Linked DNA regions of Ovis aries: region 2 is linked to region 1. A link is a contact called in public Hi-C data. All regions are on one chromosome and are shown on one strand. The core of a region is the stretch at or near the end of the contact, and the rest is flanking DNA. Distances in the headings are between cores, read along the strand shown. Region 1 holds the start of SMIM14 (small integral membrane protein 14). Region 2 has its middle 34 kb from the start of SMIM14.

Region 1 (6,024 bases), core at 1,705-4,204:
TGATGAGAGACTTTCAACAAAGGGGTGACACGATCTGACATTTTACAGGATCCCTTTCCCTGTGGGAAAGGGGATGCACCATAAAAAGCCAAAGTGGAAGCAGGAAGACCAGAGGTTTCTGCAGTAGGCAAGGTGAGATACGGTGAGAGTTGGCAAAGGCGGTAGCAGTAGAGATGGGAAGAAGTGGACAAATCTAGAATACATATTGAACACTACCATTCAAGGCACATGTAGGTAAGTTTATGACTAAGGGACCCAAGTGGGTTATTAGTATATTTAGGGTATTCTTTGCTGCTAAGTCACTTCAGTCATCTCTGACTCTGTGTGACCCCATAGATAGCAGCCTACCAGGCTCCGTCCCTGGGATTCTCCAGGCAAGAACTCTGGAGTGGGTTGCCATTTCCTTCTCCAATGCATGAAAGTGAAAAGTGAAAGTGAAGTCGCTCAGTCATGTCCGACCCTCAGCGACCCCATGGACTGCTGCCTTCCAGGCTCCTCCGTCCATGGGATTTTCCAGGCAAGAGTACTGGAGTGGGGTGCCACTGCCTTCTCCGAGGATACTCTTAAGTACTTATCCTTTGAAGCTGAGGTGCAGGGAACCTTGCTTCTCTTTTGGCACCACTAATAAAGCACTGAACTAAAAGCAGGCACACATCCAAGACTCAGTGTTCATAAAGCATATTAAGTGTATAAAGTAAAATCTTTTAGGACCTTACTGCTGGAGGCATGGACAGCTGGTCAACATTTGGGACATACAGGAGCTATGGCAACTAAATCAAATCACCAAGTGAGCAAAAGTTTTTCAAACTTCCATAGTGTTAACTCAGGCTATTCTGTGCCTGTTTTCCCAAGAGTTAAACAAGCAAAGTCTGTTTGTCACACAATGCATACTGATTTCATAAATCTTATAATATCATCATGAGAGATTTGAGAGGAAATCTTTTAAAACCATAATTTTAATCATTATGGTTTGGCAAACACACAGCAAATATTCTATAAAAGTTAAGGTCCAAGAGTATCTATAAAAATTGTAATGTTACTCAAAAATGAAGTGCTAATATGTGAAAAAGTAGGTTACAGAAGAACATGAGGTATGATACCATTTCTGTATAAAATATCTAAATGCAAAAAAGTCTGGAAGGATATAAACCACTGCTGACATTCTGGTGGTCTCTGGATGGCAAGAATATCGATGACATTTCTTCTTTTTTTCATTTATCTGCTTTAATCAACATTTTCTCCAATTATCACAAATTATTTCATACAAACAAAAATATTTCGGTATAGGTTAGCTTAAAAAATAAAAAAAGAGAAAGAACTTCAAGAAAACATAACTTCATTTGTTTCGATCAGCAGCATTCCAACTGTGGTATTAAGAAAAAAAGATCTCGATTGCACACGCTGAAGGAAGAAACCTGCTAGGAAGAGGTCCATTTTATACCACACAAGGACATAATATACCCTTCAAGGGAGTAGTTCAAATTCCTAAGACCTCTTCCTGGATTTGATAAATGACAATCAATTTAATACATAGCTCTCTTTCTTGCCTTTTGCTAAAGAAACACCTCAATTTAATGAATTCTCTGGAGGGGGAAAAAAAAAAAACTTTAAAAAACTAAGGACAAAACAGAGGTTTGGTCTTCTGGTCTCATTCATCCGGTGGAAAGGCGCGGAGGGTGGCAGGGCTCGAAGCAGGCTACCCCAGAAGAATCTGCGTGGCGGGTCATCTAAAGTGGAAGGGAACACAAACCTGCAGGCTCCACAGACTGGGCAGTGAGAACGCCTCCTAAGGGGCTCAAGACTTCCCCTGGAAGGGCTTACGCCGTCCAAGTTATTCTACGCTGCCAACGGTTTCTGACAAAACACAGTAACTGGAAGATCTCTTTAAACGTGGGTATTACGTGCAGGAAGCTCATCCGACTTTCTCTATGCAAAGCCAAGACATTCTCCTAAGGCCACATCCTCGATTCTGTAAACTAGGGCAACTGAAAACACCCTATTGACGCTCTCCAGCTAACGAACATCACTGTGGCTAAAATCCTAATACACACACGAACTGACACTTCGGAAAACTGGCTCTAATGGTAACACGGGACTTCGGGTACTCCGGTAACCAGTTTATCGCACTTTATCTGTTCCAATAAAGGGTACCACCTCTTTACTGTCAGCTCTGGTTCCATGTACTGAACAAACAGAAAAAGGGAATCCTTTAAATTCACAACACTATAAGGGCTAAAAGCTCCCGCTTTCTGGATGGCAGCTTTCTAGTCTCATCAATCACAACAAAGGACGCATCCCGGTGACTACATCAGAATCGGCAAGGGCTGAGAAACAGAGGTAAATGATTTAGTGAAGATTGCAAGGTTTGTGAGGGATTCCTTCCAGCTACGACTCACTCACTCTTCTTTTTACTCCATTATACGCCTCCACCCGAGTTGACTGCTTGCCCTAAAAATAAAACCACCCGTGGCTACCGTCCACTTCCCTGCCAAGTCCCGACTCTGGTCTCCTGCAGAGAAAGCCAAATCTCAGGCTCTTCGCCGGAGGACGCGGGCTCGACAGCAGCGGGCTTCTCCCGATGCAGAGTCGCCAGCCCGGTTGGGGACCCCTTGAGCCCGAGAAGCAGCCCCGCACTGCCGCAGCCGCCGCAGCCCGCCAGAGCCCCCAGGAAAAATCCGGGCGAGGGGAAGGTGGGCCGGCAAACGGCGGTGGGAGAAATGGGAGACACTCACCCGCCCAGACAACAACCGACGGGGCGGGGAGGATGGGGGCCCGGACTAAGCCTCGGCAGAAAGACCGCCTGGAGCTTCCGGAACGCTGCGGCTGCTCGGGAAGCCGCTGCCGCCGCCGCTCCTGGCCGCCGGCTTCCTCCCCTCCTCTGTTTTGATTCGACTGACCACGTCACTCTAAGCCACGAGACCCGGATCTGCCGGCTCCCGCGGGCGGCGGCGCAACAGATTGCAGCGGCTCAATACCCAGGCAGCCGCCCTGCCGAGCATGCGCACGCCCCGCGCCTGCCCAGTGGGTCCGGAGGGGCGGGGCGGCCGCGAGCGTCACGCGGTTCGAGGGGGCACGGAACGCCGGAGTTGCAGTTCCGGTTGGGAGGGGTGGGGCGCAACGTTGTGTGATGGAGAGGGCGAGGCCCCGCGTTTGTTGAAGTGGCCCGCGTAGGTTCTGTTTCGTGTGTCGTAGACAGTGTGTCTCCCTTTGCCTAAGCTGATGGCTTTCCTCAGCTGGAGTGTTTAGAATAGCGGGGGTAGTGGTGCCTAAGCTGATGGCTTTCCTCAGCTGGAAGCTTTAGAATAGCGGGGGTAGTGGTGCCTAAGCTGATGGCTTTCCTCAGCTGGAGGCTTTAGAATAGCGGGGGTAGTGGTAGGTGGGGGCGCAAGGTGGTGTCTGATGAGACTTGTAGAGATTGTTTTGGATCACTCAGGCCCAGGTGAAAATTGGAGATCGAGGTTTGGTCTTATATAAACAAAAGTATGACAGACGTGGCAGTTATTGATCCCCTGTCCCGGAGGCAAACTGCGCTCGGAAAGCTGGCTGCATTCAGTTCAAGAGGAGTGTTACGGGAATGCAGGACTGATAGAGCGATAATGGGGAACTGGGAGAGGAAAGCTATTGTTAGGCAGTCAGCTCTAACCTTTGTTGCTTTGATCTTCGGGACTGAAATAAGGATGATACTTATGGTGTGAGAACCTCATTTCTTTCTAAACCAAGGTGATGCTTCCTACTCTCTCATTCTGGCCTTCTTAGGTCTCCCCATTGAACAACAGGCCCGAGAAGTTTCCCACTTTGGGAAAACTTCGGGCTACTCTTGTTTTCTTAGGTCCATGAATGGACAGGCTTTAATTAAAGCGAGACTAGTGGTTAAATGAAAAGTGTCAGTTCCAAAGATTTTACAGAGGTGCTTATTTGCCTATCGTGCAGGAGAGGTGAAAGTTAGCTCTAAGGAACTGCCTTCCTTATTCTGAGTTGACCTTTTCGCCTAACCTGGACTTCTACCTCAGTGTCTGGTTTATCACCTCGACTAGCTGAGTCACTTTCAGTGAATTAGTATAATCTGTGAGAGCTGCTTTTTTTTTTTTTAATAGTATATTTAACCTGATTTATCCAAAATATTATGAGGCTTCCCAGGTGGCTCAGTGGTAAGAACCCACGTGCCAGTGTAGGAGACTTGAGAGGCCGGTTGGATCCCTGAGTCCAGAAGGTCCCCTGAAGGAGAGCATGGCAACCCATTCCAATATTCTTGGCTGGAGAATCCCACGGACAGAGGAGCCTGGCGGGCTACAGCCAATAGGGTCCCAAAGAATCCGACACAACTGAAGCAACTTAGCAAGCATGCGTCCAAAATACAGGTTCAACATGCAATCAATGTAAAAATTATTAATGAGATGTTCATGTTTACCTCATACTAACTCTTCAAAAGTGGATGTGAATTTACACTTAGAGCAAGGCTCAAGTGCTGGGTGTGGCTGGTGTCACCATATGGGACAGCATAGCTCTAGAGCATGTGAGCTAACAGGCATGGGGGAGTGACCTGGGCCTAAGCTGGAGGCAAGACCCAAGGACAGTCGTTTGGGGATGACAGGCTGCTTATTTTGCCCAATTTACTTGTGCCTTGACTTCTCTTAGAATAACCTATGTAGAAATAATTGCTGTAACTTTAAAATAAAACATTTGTAAAATGCCATGTCGACTTAGAAAATCGTGTTCTAGCGAAAGGTGGGTAAATCGTTAAGGGCAAGACTTTTTAATTAAAGTGGGATCACAGGTAAAAATGTCTAGAAAATGAAAGGTTTCTGGTAAAACAAAGCGTTTCCAAGTTAACATTACAACTAGGTAGAAGTCGAGCTTCTTAAACTTTGCATCTTGAACTCTGTTTACTCAAATTCAGAGAGTTTTAAGTGGTATCTAACGAAGTTCACAGAAGTTCTAATGTGACCTAATGAAGTTCAGAGGCTGACTGTAACACAGGGTCTCTAATCTGTGGAACTTTAATCTGTGGAACACAAAGTCTCATATACTTGAGTGCACCCATGTGCACATATGTGTTTGAAAGTACAACTGTGTTTGAGAGCAGTATACTACAAAATTGTAATGGTTCAGAACATTACAAAATTATCAGCATTTGCTTTATAAAGTAAATTACAGGAAAATCAAGATGTTAGGATCTTTCATAGCTAGCTTTCAAGATAATCCCCAGTGATTACTGATTCTCAACTCTGGAAATAAGACTCCTTCAGCCTTTTGAAAAAGGGCTACTCTGACCTGTAAAATACAGCTGAAGATGTGTGACTTCTAAGGCTAGGTCATAAAGGCATTGATTGCAGCTTTCCACCTCATTGTCTTGGATTGCTTACTCTGGAGGAAGCAAGGTTCCATGCCACTCCACTCAAGCAGACTTATATTTGAAGACTCCAGGTGGACAGGAACAAGCCTCCACCAACAGCCTCATCAGTTTACCAGCTGCGTGAGTGAACTGCCTTGACTGGGCTCATCCTGCATCCCCAGTCTAGCATCAGATGACTGCATCCTTGCTTAATGTCTGCTTGCAATCTCATGAGAGATAGAAAGGACCAGCCCTGACCAGTGAGACAGGATCATACATGGGTTTTTGCCCTAAGTTCAACCTTTGAAAACTAAGCAGTGGAAGAGTCAAAAAGTATGTGTATAATTCTCCATATAAAGTAATTTGAAAAACAACATAGAATTCCCACCACAGTACTTAGAACATAATGAATAGATATTTGTTGAATGGACATATATAATTAAATGACAAAACAGTCTGGGAAATATTTGGAATAAATGTTGATAAATAAAAGGGTAATGTAATATATGAAGGACTCATACAAATCACTAAGAAAGATATTAATGCCTCTAATATGTGTATAGGTAAAGAGTATGAGTTAAACACAAAAAGATACAAATGACTTAATAGTTATTTGAAAATCTTCAATCTCAGTAGCAACAAAAAATGGAAGTTAATATTTCCTTTTTTAACTACAAATACTTTGGGAGTTT
Region 2 (6,024 bases), core at 2,169-4,668, 34 kb after region 1:
TAGGAAGAGGTCAATTTGACAAAGAGCTGAGGCCTCCAGTTAAGACCCACAGTCTGCCTGCTAGGCTTATACCCCTTCTCTACTCGAGTGCTTAAAAAGAATATTGTAGGAACTTCCCTTGAGATCCAGTGGCTAAGACTCCATGCTCCAAATGCAGGTGGCCTGGTCAGGGAACTAGATCCCCCATGCCACAACAAAAAGCTCTCATGCCACAAATAAATATCCTGTATGCCACAACAAAGATCGAAGGTCCCACATGCCACAACTAAGACGCAGTGCAGCCAAAAAAAAAAAAAAAATATATATATATATATATATATATATATGGTAGAATAACACTTTCCCCCTCGCTACTCTGTTCTTTCAGCCTCCACAACTAAACAGACTCTGCTGGAATAGAACTTAATTATTTATATGGGAGAATTATAGAAGAGGCAGGTGTTAACACATCAGTTCAGTTCAGTTCAGTTCAGTCTCTCAGTTGTGTCCGACTCTTTGCGACCCCATGAACCACAGCACGCCAGGCCTCCCTGTCCATCACCAACTCCCAGAGCTTACACAAACTCATATCCATTGAGTCGGTGATGCTATCTAACCATCTCATCCTCTGTCATCCCCTTCTCCTCTTGATTTCAATCTTTCCCAACATCAGGGTCTTTTCAAATGAGTCAGCTCTTCACATCAGATGGCCAAAATACTGGAGTTTTAGCTTCAACATCAGTCCTTCCAATGAACATTAAGGACTGATTTCCTTTAGGATGGACTGGTTGGATCTCCTTGCAGTCCAAAGGACTCTCAAGAGTCTTCTCCAACACCACAGTTCAAAAGCGTCAATTCTGTGCTCAGCTTTCTTTATAATCCAACTCTCACATCCATACATGACTATTGGAAAAACCATAGCCTTGACTAGACGGACCTTTGTTGACAAAGTAATGTCTCTGCTTTTTAATATGCTGTCTAAGTTGGTCATTACTTTCCTTCCAAGGAGTGTCTTGTAATTTCATATCAGGTAACTTGAAATTTCCCTTGCATTCCTAAAGGAAAAGCACTCAAAGATTTCATTAGGAGGGAGTCCTCATTGCACACACACACCCCCCTCCCAGCTCCATTCTTAACAGAAAATTCCAGGCTTTGCCCCTAACTCTCCCCCAAACGGCTCCTCTTCAAGACACTCAGTCCTACAACCCCACATTACTCCTAGGAGGGAAAAGAAACACACTGCTCCTGTTCCTTGCATAAGAAGAGATTCATCCCTTGGACCTTTCCCCCTCAATCTGCCCTGGTCTAGCCCTATAGACTCAAATATGGATTACAAGACAGAAGGAAGGCAGCACAAATCACCTCAGCAAGGCTGACTATATTGCATATCAACATTAATGTGCTCTTCCTGGACAAGAACTTTCTGAACTTCAACTAGGTGGGAAGCAATACTGCCAGTCCCTGGGTCATATACAAGGTGACTATTACTCCCAAGGATTTGCGTTAATGGTTTTTTCTTGAAGGCATCAAAGTCTAGATTCATAATGAAGAAAGAATTTGTCCTCTGTCAACAAGACTCACTGTTGAGTTAACTTTCCAATGACCAATGGCTTCTTTTTCCCACTCTTCCATGGAGTTTGAGGGCACCACAGATTTACTTACTGGCTATTAAAGTCCCCTTGCTCCCTCTTACACAGAGATTCACACCAGCCTCAATTATATTCTTTGGACTCAGATACTATTCCTGATAAGAAGTAAGAAAGAGATAGTTAATTAATATTTTCCATCATAAGAGCATGGTCCAAAGAAAGCAAGGACAAAAAAAAGATCAAAGAAAAAAAAAAAAAAAAGAAAAGCAGGACAGTGATAGCCTGAATGACTAATACCTGGGGAATGTTTCCACGTTCATTCATTCAACTGTTGAGCATCTGCTGGATGCCAGTCATTATGGGTACAGACAGTGAGGTGCAGAAGATATGAGACATGATTCACAGAGAGCGCATAGTATAATAGAGTATTTATTGTTGAGAAATTGTTTAGTCAGGTGTTTTAAACTCCAATCTAAATGTGCTAAAGGAGGCATTTTGATTTCCTTGTCCTTAAAGCACAGTAAAAATTTCCTGAGAGTCTCAAACCATGATTGCCTAGGTTCTTAAATGTACAGTGTTTGATTTGGACAAATCTGTTACTTTCAGTTCCTGTTTCCTTTTCTAAGTTGACTTCAGAAATAGACTAGTATTAATAGAATCCAATCTCAAGATGCCTCTTTAAATTTATATCACAACCAGCAGCCAGCCAGCTCTGTGCTGCTTCCTTCTGGATCCCTTTAATTGTCAAGAATTAAAAGGTGAAGAAGGTATTCTTTCAGAGAAAGAGAAAACGAAACAAAGCAAAATCACCAGCAACCAAACAACAAATGAACCTCAAGTTATTGTGAAGCCTTAAGTTCCAAATGTTAAATTTTTTAAAAAGCCTCTAACCACACTGCTGCTGCTAAGTCACTTCAGTCATGTCCGACTCTGTGAGACCCCATAGACGGCAGCCCACCAGGCTCCCCCGTCCCTGGGATTCTCCAGGCAAGAACATTGGAGTGGGTTACCATTTCCTTCTCCAATGCATGAAAGTGAAAAGTGAAAGTGAAGTCGCTCAGTCGTGTCCGACTCTTTGTGATCCCGTGGACTGCAGCTTACCAGGCTCCTCCGTCCATGGGATTCTCCAGGCAAGAGTACTGGAGTGGGGTGCCATGGCCTTCTTCGTCTAACCACACAGTCTAGGCCAGTTTTGTTCTCTGTCACTCACAGTCCCCTCAATTCCTTTCTAAGTCTCAAAATGAAGCATTCAGATACATAATTATCTAGGGAGATATAAGTAGGAAATTTGTCACTTTTCTTCCAACGAGCAGTACTATCAAAACAGCACTTACGTTTTCAGGGAAACTCCAAACCCCCTCCCTAATCCTTGTCTTCATTTTGGATTCTGACACATCCCTAGCATCCTCTCTGCAAAGTGCAGTTGAGAGAAATAGGATGGGTGAAAAAGGTTGGAAAGGGAAGCCCACACAGACCTAGAGAGCCAGTGACTAATTGTAAATCAGGATTTTTCAATACAACATGACAAAGAGTTGTGACGTTGAAAATACTTCCCATATATTACTCTGTATAAAAGAAACTTGCTTTGACCTCATTTTCTTCCCATTATCCCTCTTCTGCTTTATCACCTATTGCAGGTTTTTTGTTTCTGTCTTCTTTCTATTGAATTTACATTTTTTCATAGTGTCCTTTATACATTAGTTCTCCTTTTCCCTTTTCTTTGCACTGCTTAGTATATTGTACAAATGTATATTTTAAAGTTTCTCATACTTTTTGTTCTTGAATAGAAATTGGGCAAGAGGAGGAGTTTATGATACAAGAAATTTGTGGTAGAGTCATTGTCCGCCTCGGTAGTGAAATAGTGCCTTCTAGTGTTTACAATAACACTTTCTGTTTGCACCATTTCATCTGAAAAGCAAAAGTATTATTTTGTAATACTTTTGCATTTTATAATTTTCCTACCGTATTTTAAAATATATAGCTGGCATTATTATCTTTATTTTGGAGATTTAAAAACCAGAATCATAAAACATTTATTTAATGCTGACTTGATGATAGCACTTAGACCAAACATACGAAAGGATTAGAAAAATGTATTCTGTTCAATGGATTCCCCATCCAGCTGCCAGCAGTCACCAACCAGTCACGAGACAGATCATGGGTATGATTCACGATACTGCCAAGTCCACTAAAAATGCCATAGACAGAGAGCTGCAAAAGCTGGTTGAAGGCAACATAAACAGGAAATGTTACAAAAGAGTTGCTCAAACTTTCTATCCTTCAAGGTAACACTTTTAGGAATGAGTTGATCGACATGTATTCTTTGGTTCTGCTGCTCCTGAGTCCCCTCACTTTCTCCTGGAACTAGCCATGTTGTTTTAGAGAAAAGCAGCACTCTCAGAGAGGCAGATACATTCTTAAGAGGTTTATCAGATGTGAGAAGTTAGCTGTTGCCTAGTATTTCCCAACTTCTTGTGGATTTGCATAAGCATTCCCCGAAATAGATTTTTATTTGTTGACTATTCTGAAGATGTGAAGAATAAGTAAGTACACATGTATATCTATGGTATGATATTAGTGTCCTTATGAGAAACAGAACCGTTAAGATGTGTGTGTGTATTTATAATTATAAAGAGAATTATTACAAGGAATCAGCTCACATGATTGTGGGAGCTGAGAAGTCTCAAGATCTGGAGGGTAAGTATTTAAGCTGGAAGCCCAGGAGAGCTGATGTACTTCTAGTCCAAGTTGAAAGGAACAGAACCAGGAGAGTTAACATTTCAGTTCCAGTCCAAAGGCTGGCAGGCTTGAGAACCATAAAGAGTTGACATTTCAGTCTCAAGGTAGGAAAAAATCTCTCTGACTTGCAGGAATATCAGCCTTTTAATCTAGTCAGTCCTTCAGCTGATTAGATAAGGCCCACTCTCTCAATTAGGGGGAAATCTGCTTTACTTAATCTACTGACTCAAATATTAATCTCACCCGGAAACACCCTCACATACACACCCAGAATAATGCTTGACCAAATATCTGGGCACCCTATGGCCCCGCCAAATAGAGGTATAGAATTGAGCATCACAGGTATTATCAACATATACAAATTAAAATATGTTTATTTCTTTGTCCTGCATACTCCTTAAAATGTTTTGAGAACCATGGCTTTAGAACAAGGGTATGACTCCAGTATTTGTATCTTATTACTTCCTTTACTCAAAGTAGCATACTGTACAGTCTCTATATGAGTTATTATAGACAGCACCCTTGCTTTGCAAATAACTATTACTACAAGGAATATGAAGATAACATTTATTGAATACCAACCATCTATTTGGAATTAACTATGTATTTATATGTTTAATTCTCACAACAATCAATTGAAATAGGTAAGATTACTATCATTTTGAAGATGAAAAGACAAGCCCTGAGAAGTTAAATAACTTGACCCAAGTTGCATAATTAGGAAGTGGTAGAACCAAAATATGATTAGAAATATTTGACTAAAACCCCATACTCTTTCTACTCCAATTTGTTATCATTAATAAGCTATATAACTGAAGGCAAACTAACTTCTCTAGGCTTCAGTTTTCTCATTTGCAAAATGACTATGACCTAGATGATTCCTTGGGTCTCAATGGTTAGGCAGAGATTTCAAATTGTCTATGCAATATCAATCAATCTATTCTTCCTTACCAATAGAATGGGGATAAACTCATTTGGCATTCATACTTCCTTTTGCTTTTCACCTTTGCCCCTAATCCTTCCTGGAATACAGACATACTGCTAGAAGAGAAGCATTATGTCCCAATTTCTTGGTGCAATATTTGTTTTCTACTGTTCTCCTAGTTAATGATTTTTTTCAGCTCAATCCCAGAAGGCAATGTTGGCCTTTGAAACAGAGGGTCACTGTTGCACACAGTCCACTCCAGGGCAGAAGCAAGACAATTATAGGTATAAAAAAATAAATAAATAAATATATATATATATATATATATATATATATATATTTAAAGCCATAGGTTTCTCATGAATTCAGGGAAAACTTTATTGAAGTAAATTGGAAAATACAGAAAAGTAAAAAATAAGAAGCTTGTTATTCCATAATTAAGAGAAAGAGCAGGGACTTACCTGGTGGTCTAGTGGTTAAGAATCCACCTTGCAATGCAGGGGATGAGGGTTCAACTCCTGGTTGGGGAACTAAGACCCCATGTGCCACAGGGCAGCTAAGCCTGTGTGCTATAACAAAGAGCCCACCCACATACCACAACTAAGGCCCCATGCAGCAATAAATAAGTAATTATTAAAAAGAGAGGAAGAGAAAGCCATTTTTGAATTGGTGCTATATTTGGCTTCCACTTCTGCTCATAGCGGAATAATCGACCATAAAACAGCACAAAACATATTAAGTAACTATTTTGAGAGTATTCAGTAAATAGCATAGATTGCAATTTCTGAGAGA

Evidence for each region. A called contact is a pair of places that touch in the nucleus more often than the background predicts.
Region 2: a Hi-C map of liver shows a contact between it and region 1, with 3 times the contacts expected there. The contact joins the enhancer-like site here to the promoter of SMIM14 in region 1. A contact is called at or near these places in 2 of 16 Hi-C or Micro-C datasets (liver and tail adipose tissue).

Annotation. Positions count from the first base shown.
Region 1 is chr6:59,423,193-59,429,216 of ARS-UI_Ramb_v3.0, forward strand. It overlaps SMIM14 (small integral membrane protein 14), which reads right to left and starts at 2,955. Exons shown (of 5, transcript XM_004009779.5): 1 at 2,733-2,955.
Region 2 is chr6:59,457,118-59,463,141 of ARS-UI_Ramb_v3.0, forward strand. No RefSeq gene overlaps it. Among named protein-coding and RNA genes, the nearest start is that of SMIM14, 34 kb to the left of the region's middle. Within about 2 kb of position 3,419, at least 9 of the 54 cell types and tissues checked have an H3K27ac peak or open chromatin away from gene starts, as enhancers often do. A contact at or near this core is called in liver and tail adipose tissue, where this site is marked.